Regions from separate parts of the Mus musculus genome. Here region 2 is linked to region 1. The links are chromatin contacts, called in public Hi-C maps. All regions are on one chromosome and are shown on one strand. Each heading gives the region's core, a stretch centred on a gene start, on an enhancer-like site or on the middle of the called end of the contact. The rest is flanking DNA. Distances are from core to core; before and after follow the strand shown. Region 1 has its middle 45 kb from the start of Gm35201. Region 2 has its middle 120 kb from the start of Gm35341.

Region 1 (4,099 bases), core at 856-3,355:
TGAGAGAGAGGCAGAGAGAGAGAAAGAGAGAGAGAGAGAGAGAGAGAGAGAGAGAGAGAGAGACTTTGAAATAACTTGTAATTTAGTTACATTTTGAATTTTAAAAGCAGAAAAGATTGGCCAGCTATCTGAGGTAAGCTGTATAAGATTCCATTTCTAAAATAGTGATAAAATTCTTTAATGACGTTTCAGAGTAATTTGCACCAAAATTTGTTAGTTTCATTTTACTTTCTTAGAAGGAGTAATTATAAGACTAAATGAAAACACACATGAACGAAAACTCCTGACAAACCAGAATAGTATTTCCAGGGAGAAATGATGTCTAAATAAGATGGCTTCCATATCCCCATGTGTTATAATATTGCAAATATTTATGCTCAAGGTTTGCATCTGTGTGAGGAAAATAGAGTCATGAGGAGAATCAAACAGTTGTTATTACTCTTTGGTTTGTGTTTTAAAGACACACACGCACGTGCAGACACACACACATCACATATATTTCCTTTTTGTGTCTGGCCGTTTTTGATATAGAAGACAGTGTCAGGGGACTCTCTGGGACTAAAGTTATATACAGATGTTCAAATTATAACACTGAAACATGGGAACAGTTTTGTTCCCATCCTTAGAGACTGGCCCTGGCTCTCTACGTACAAACTGATGTACTCAATTCCTGATTTTTTTTTTTTTTTGGTTGAATTGTCCACATGCATTATAGCAGTTGAGGGATTTTATTCTCATATCTAAACCTGTTGTCAGAAACAACTCTTGCCTTGTGCCCTGTGTTTTGTTCAATGTGAGGTGCCTGAGTTCCCTGGGCAAGCACTCATTGTTCAACTGGATCACCAGTCTACAGAGAAAGCAGCTCTGTGACCAGGCTGAACTGGCTGACTAAGGAGCAGAGATATGAAGCTATTCCAGGGGCAGAGAGAGAGAGAGAGAGAGAGAGAGAGAGAGAGAGAGAGAGAGAGAGAGAGAGAACTATGTAAAAGTAAAAGCAAAGGAAAGTGGGGGGAGGAGCGGGGAGGGTTCGGCAGCCAACAGCTTCGATGGAGAAAGCTAAGTTCAGAACCAGTCATCCAGATTGGTCTGCGGCTGCTCACAAGAACAGTAAGGTTTTCCTTCCTTCTCTCTGAGTGGGAACAGTGTCAAGACAGGCATTTGTACATGATCGTTGCAAAGGGCAAGCAGAATAGCTCAGTGGGTAAAGAGCTTGCCAGGCAAACGTGAGGACCAGAGTTCAGATCCCCAACCCCTTAGTAGAAAAGTCAGGTGTGGTGTCATTCTCTGCCCTGAGGAGCAGATCTAGGCAGGTGCCTGGGGCTTATAGACCATTTAGACTCATTGGTGAATTCCAGCGCCCATCGAGGAGGGAATTTGTCTCACAAATCAGAGTGAAGGATGCCTCGCCACCTCCCAGTGCGGAAACATGTTGCCACGTTATACAAACCGTCCCTTTCTCTGCCTGTCCATGTGGTTCATCTGCCCTGTGCATCTCAGAACAAAGAAAAAAAAATCTTGCAGGCTGGTTGTAAAGGTTTTGTTCACAGAGGCTGGCCCCAGGGCTAAATGGGTGAGTCCTGCCAGCCACCAAACCTAGCCTGTATACCTGTATACACGTGCAGCATTTCTCTAAGCAAACTGTTTCCTTAATATGGTAAAATCTGCGGCAGCCAAGGGGAAAAACCTGTGATCTCAGAACCCAAAACTGATGACGGAGTCACAGCCCCATATTCCTGAAAAGCACTCAGGCTTTCTTTCTGATCAAACCAGAAGCAAGCAGGAGAGCTGGGGGATGGGGGCGTGCTGTTCACCGCTCACTCTCAACAAACTCTTTCTCCCGTGAGGCAGAGAGCACAGTGGTTTAATTCACAGCTTCTGGGGCTTTTAAAAAATACTAAACCATTCAAAAGTTTTCTATACTAACCAGCGTATCTAAAGATCCACAGGGATAAATAAACGCGGTGAGCTGGCAGGGGCCTTCGGTGGCATAATGACTGCTGGTTATAAACAGTAAACAAGATATAATCAGCAAGCACAGACGACTGCCCAGTCACGCGGGGCATAAATCATTAGCCGAATGACTTCAGCAGCACTGTCTCCGAAGCAAAATTAAGCCGACGGTTCCCCCTGTGGCAATAATGAAGTACTGTAATGCTGGCATAAATAAATAAGTAACCCAGAGAAGAAGGCTTTGTTGTGCCTTGGAAATGATCGAAGGTTAACGTCTCATAAATAACTGTGTAGCGCAGCTCTCATCTCGGGGAAGCCCTTTGCAGGGGTCAGGAGTTAGGGAGGACGTTGTTGTCTACTCCTGTAGACATGGAGATAGGCACGGTGCCTGCTCCCACAGTCCCTGCAGCTAGCGTGTGCTGTAGGTAGGGCATGGAGTCGCTGACATATTACCAATCTCAAAATGACAAATTTCTCTCTACTGTAAAGGCAGATATCATTCACTGATTCAGAAAGAGCCAAAGAAATGCTAAGCAGAACACAGGACAGAGAGAGGACAAACCTCTAGCTGGCCAGGGGCTCTCAAGCTAGATTGCCAACGACCTGAAAGGGAAAAATTTTCAATTCTGACTTTGGCCACAGGACCCAGCCATATGTCTTCCACATTCATTTTGCTGAGTGCCAAAGTTCATTTAAAAAAAAAAAAAAAAAGAAAGAAAGAAAGAAAAAAAGAACTGGCTAATCACTTGTTCCTCTTGGATAAGTGAACTTGGCTATGGGACGTGATCACACAAAAAGACTCCAGGGAACATCTTGATCCCTGGCTGTGCTGACTCAATATCTTGTATTTCTCACTCCAATTTCTTTATCTGTTTTACGAAGTCAATATAGCTTTATCACCATCTCTGAAAAGGAGAGATCTGGGCGAACTGCTGTGAGCTCGCTGACTTGTAAACACAGCCACATTTGTATCTTTTCACAGTGCTGGGCTTTATTAAATAACAATCAGCTAGGTTGGTTTTATTGGCAACATTTGTCAAGGAGTCCCAAAGTCTCCAGGTAGCTGGCTGAAGAAATAGGTTCTTTTATTCTAAGCTCAGATCACACATTACAACAGCAATTATACCACACACACACACTACACAGTAAATATATCAATACTATATAGACATAAAACTTATGTTAGGTTACACATGGCTACCACTGCAGAATTCTACACTGTACAAATAGCAAACAGAGAGAACAGTTAAAACAGACTGTGTCACCAGTGAAGGCAAATCAAGCTGAAGACCCTGGGATGCTGGAATGTTCCCTGCCTGTTGTCCCTTTAAAGCACACACAAGGTATCAGGTGACAGATCAGCAGAGTCACCACTGTACATGGCAGTATTATATGTTCCAGGTGAGGAAGTTTCCTCTTTCCTAAGGCTGGGTGCTTTCCTGATATGATTGAAATAAGCTCATGTGCTTAGATCATCTCAATGTACCTTAATTACATATGGTAGCATGTTTTCTCCTTCCAGGAACCAATCATTCATCAGCCTGTGCCTCATTGGCTGACAGAGCGAGCCATTTGTATGTACACTGAAGTGCGCAATCATCCTTCATCTTCAGTCTGGATTCAAAAGCTGCAGGTGAAACAGTCTCTCTCAAGGCAGGGCACGGACCACTGTTTTGCACAACATGGGGTGACTGGAGTGGGGCCGAGCCTGATTCAACACTGGCTTAGTGTCTTTTTCAAATGTCTCAATAGTAGAGTTTACTTTAAAGTAGCATTTTAACAATTTCCACTGGTTCTAGGTTCCTACCTGTGGGGAGACTTCTCTTCCACAGCACAGCGTGCCATCTGTAAAGTGAGCTACCAGCTTCAGGGTCTCTTTAAGTAAACTAAGATTATGTCTGATTTGATGGGACAGGGACGCAGCCTACAGTTTTACAGATGGCTTTCACAGGGCAGACACTTCAAAGGCTTAGATTCCTAATCTTGCCCTTCCTTCCCTGCCCCTTTCTATTTTGATGCTTCAAACAGATTGGCATTAACAGATCAAAGCCTACGCTCAGCAGGTCTGACTGTGGTTATGATAGCTTTGCCTCTTTGAATATCTGCATCCTCCTTTATTAATCTATAATGAGAAAATATAAACGGAAGG
Region 2 (3,838 bases), core at 70-2,569, 110 kb before region 1:
TGACCCCTACGGGCACTACACTCAAGCATGACACATAGATATACATGCAGCCAAAATAGCCATTCACATAGAATAAATTAATTAATAGAAAAAAATTATTGAAATATTTGGGGAAACATCCAAATTTCTTCCAGAGGTCCTAGCATGAAGAAAATGAAAAGTGCGATTGCCTCTCACTTCCTTAGTTCTTAAGCAAAAATAATGACTTTGATTTGAATCCATAACTGCATAAAAGTAATTAGAGTTTTTAGATATATCACTAGATTAATTTACTTAGTTTGCATGTGCTTGCACATGCATTCACAACGCAGGTGTGGTGGTGCCAGTACAACGTGTGGCGGCCGGTTCTCTCCTGCCATGTGTTTCCCAAGAATAGAACTCAGGTCCTCAGACTTGGTTACAGGTTTCTTTACCTGCTAGGTATATCACCAACTAGATCTTGAGTTGGCATCTTTGGTAAGGAGAATGGCAAGCCTGTTTGATAGTCTCTTAGCACTTGACAGTCAGCAATACCAACAATAGCTATTATTCCCAAAGTACGACATCTTCAAATTAATGAATACATACAGTTGAAGTTTTGGTTTTGCAACTTCTTCTTCTTTGTCATACAGTGCCCAAAAGAAAACACTGGTCCAAACTCCCTCACTATGAGGGTATTCACCATGAGCCTGCGTGAATTACAGAAACTTCTTAGATTCAAACTCTGCTCCTCTTCCCTCATATAAAATTATTCCTCTCTCTCCTTTCATAGTGAAGTGCTCTGTAGAAGTCATGACATGACCGTTGTGTTACTTATAAAATATAGAACTAATGAGAGAAAGGCCACATATTTAATCTCTGGGTGGGCTACTTAACTCTGTTATGGTACATGACCACACACTTTATCTTAACTAGGGACTTGGATCTAGCAAAATATCAATTTGGTTCAAATTTATTCCAGAAAATATTCCAATGCTCTCATTTTATTCCGGGTCAGTGGTTTTCAAAAATATAGGTTTGGTTTCTGTTCAGAAGTTCTCACTGGGTTTTAAAACAACTGAAAAATGTTAGCATTACTCCTCTGTAAACGATGAGCAGTTCAGCTCAAGGCTCATTTAATCAGATGTCCGTTCCAACTTTGAGCATAAGCTGAGTTTAACGGTTGGCCATGACTAATTCTCAGGTTCCAAACTTACAGCAGACACATCAGCGATGGATGTTCTATAGCCTTCTCAACAGCACCACCCATTGAGGACCAAGTAAGTGTCTAAATACACACAACTACAGTGGTATTTCTCCTCCACATCGCTGCGGAGGGAAACTACAAAGGGACGTAATGGAAACATTTAGGAAGTGGAACCTCGCTAGAGAAAGTATAGCACTGAGCACTGGCTTTGAGGTTTTACAGTCTGGTCTTGATTCTCATTCTCTCTCTGCTTCCTGTGTGTAGATGAAATGAGAATAACCAAGTCCCAGTCCTCGCCCCTGCACCCCTCCACCCCCTTCTTTTTCTGCCTTGTCTCCACCACCCTGTACTCTACCCCTCCGGGATTGTGAGTCAGAAGCCAACTGGTTTTCCTTTAAGCTGTTTCTCCTTGGGGTATTTTATCAGAGCCACCGTGGGGGCGGATAACTAATAGATCATAGCTCTCAGACAAAACGTAATTGGTAGTGGCTAAGGAGCAAGCAAGTGCAGCTCAGGGACAGAGACGAGAGCTGGACATCTCTGCGCTAGAAATAGATGTGGCTTGTAAGAGCAGAGGTTTGGGTGCCGTTCCCTAAGGGGTCCCCCTGTATCTACCAGAAAATCAGATCTTGAGAGGCACAAAGACACTACCCATTATGATAATCAGATTTTAAGTTGAGTCAGGAGGGAAGAGACAGTTATGGTTTAAAACCAAATAGCCTTGTGACGCTTAAATGGTCTCATATTTTCCAACTCAAAGAGGAAAACATTTCCTTGCATATTTTTTCAACTCTTAAAAACCTCTTCCTATTTTCTCATAATAGAACTTTCTTGATGGTTGGTGAAGAAAGGGGCTGTCTGTGTGACACTGTCAACCTGTAGTTGACAGTGCCCATTTCATGACTAGATCATGCCATGCCTGTAACCAAATACAACTTTACAACATTTTGAAACTATACAGCTTAAAGCTCTGTTAAGAAGTGTTCACCCACATCTAGTAGAAATGAAGGGAGCCCCCCCCTCCTTCCCATAGACAATGGAGCTTTTCCTCCTCTCTGGGGAGATTTTTTATGAGCATCCTGACATCTATGGAGGTGTTTTAAAGCCTCTGACATCAATGATGTTTTCTTTCCCATGAACCCTCAGGAGATCATTTTTATTGCCCAGTTGAATAAAGTGAGGGTCACAGAGAGCAAGTGGCTTATCCAAATCACACAGATCTGAGGTAGATATATTCTGACGCTGTTCAAGGTCAGCTGACTCTACTTTCTAGGCACTGTTCTCTCTCTCTCTCTCTCTCTCTCTCTCTCTCTCTCTCTCTCTCTCTCTCTCTCTCTCTCTCTCTCTCTCTCTCTCTCCCTCTCCTCTCCTTCACACAATTGGCAAGAATAGCTATTCATGTGTTAGTCGTTGATCTTACTGTGCCTGTTTTACTCTGTTTTGTGGAATCAGTAACCCACGTCCTGAGAACAACGCATGACTACCCCATTAGTAAATTTGTTAATGTGGACATGCTGTGCTCAGTCACGAGGAGGCTAACTCAATTATCTTCCTTTTGATTGGTTTTTGGTAGGGATGCAGAGGATTTGTGCTTGTGGTTAGCTTTACAACATGTTGTAAATATCAATAAACTGCATATTAGCTGTCTAAAAGGAGCCTTGGTATTTCATATGCTTGTGAAGAAATGGAAATTTCAAGCTATATTAATACTATTAGTTTAGCTCTGAAAGCCACAACCATGCAGCCACCAAACAGCTCCTTTAAGATGTGAAAGTTTATGAATGAAATAAAGATATATGTATGCATGGAATTATCAAACAGTAGGAGTCACTAAAACGTAGCTTTTGTACCCTTAGTAGCTTGAGGAAGCCATGTAAGAGTGCATTCTTGATTAGTTTGAGACAGGGTCACATATAGTCCGGGCTTGAATCCTCTGCATAGCAGAGGCTGGCCTTGAACTCCTGGTCCTTCTGTTTTTCTCTCTTCAGTGCTGAGATTGCAAGTATTCACCACTATGTTTAGCTAATAGAACATTCCAGTAGTAAGTGATGTTTTCAGGATTTTCTTTCTTCAAGACATTAGAAATCTTGATAGGAAATTTAAAGGCAAGTCATGGGTAAATCTCTGCCCTGAAACATTATAATATTGCAGAGATACTGATTGATAGTGATAAAATGCTTTAAATTTTTTCAGCTGTTATTAATTTTAAAACTTTAAAAAATTTTTATCTATGTGTTTTGCCTGCAGGCACATAAGTACACTTAGTGTGTACTCATGTGCCCTCAGAAGCCAGACGAGGGCATCAGAACCCTGGAACTGGCGTTTACAGATGGCTATCAGGCCCTGTGTGGATGGTGGGACTGGAACCTGGCTGTGTCCTTGGTAAGAGCAGCAAGTGCCCTTAAGCACTGAGTCATCTCTCCAGGCCCAACTATGTTAGATTTAAATATTCATAGAAAAATTAATTTTCTTTTGTGATTGGGTTACCTCACTCAGGATGATGCCCTCCAGGTCCATCCATTTGCCTAGGAATTTCATAAATTCGTTCTTTTTAATAGCTGAGTAGTACTCCATTGTGTAAATGTACCACATTTTCTGTATCCATTCCTCTGTTGAGGGACATCTGGGATATGTACTCACTGATAAGTAGATATTAGCCCAGAAACTTAGTAT

What was found. A called contact is a pair of places that touch in the nucleus more often than the background predicts.
Region 2: a Hi-C map of the N1E-115 cell line shows a contact between it and region 1, with 34 times the contacts expected there. The contact joins two enhancer-like sites. A contact is called at or near these places in 7 of 484 Hi-C or Micro-C datasets (the AML12 cell line, the G1E-ER4 cell line, the N1E-115 cell line and 4 more) and 1 of 115 datasets of contacts at active chromatin or transcription factors (craniofacial prominence).

What each region holds. Positions count from the first base shown.
Region 1 is chr1:186,180,802-186,184,900 of GRCm38.p6, reverse strand. No RefSeq gene overlaps it. Among named protein-coding and RNA genes, the nearest start is that of Gm35201, 45 kb to the right of the region's middle. Within about 2 kb of position 2,105, at least 99 of the 459 cell types and tissues checked have an H3K27ac peak or open chromatin away from gene starts, as enhancers often do. A contact at or near this core is called in the N1E-115 cell line, where this site is marked.
Region 2 is chr1:186,285,427-186,289,264 of GRCm38.p6, reverse strand. No RefSeq gene overlaps it. Among named protein-coding and RNA genes, the nearest start is that of Gm35341, 120 kb to the left of the region's middle. Within about 2 kb of position 1,319, at least 12 of the 459 cell types and tissues checked have an H3K27ac peak or open chromatin away from gene starts, as enhancers often do. A contact at or near this core is called in the N1E-115 cell line, where this site is marked.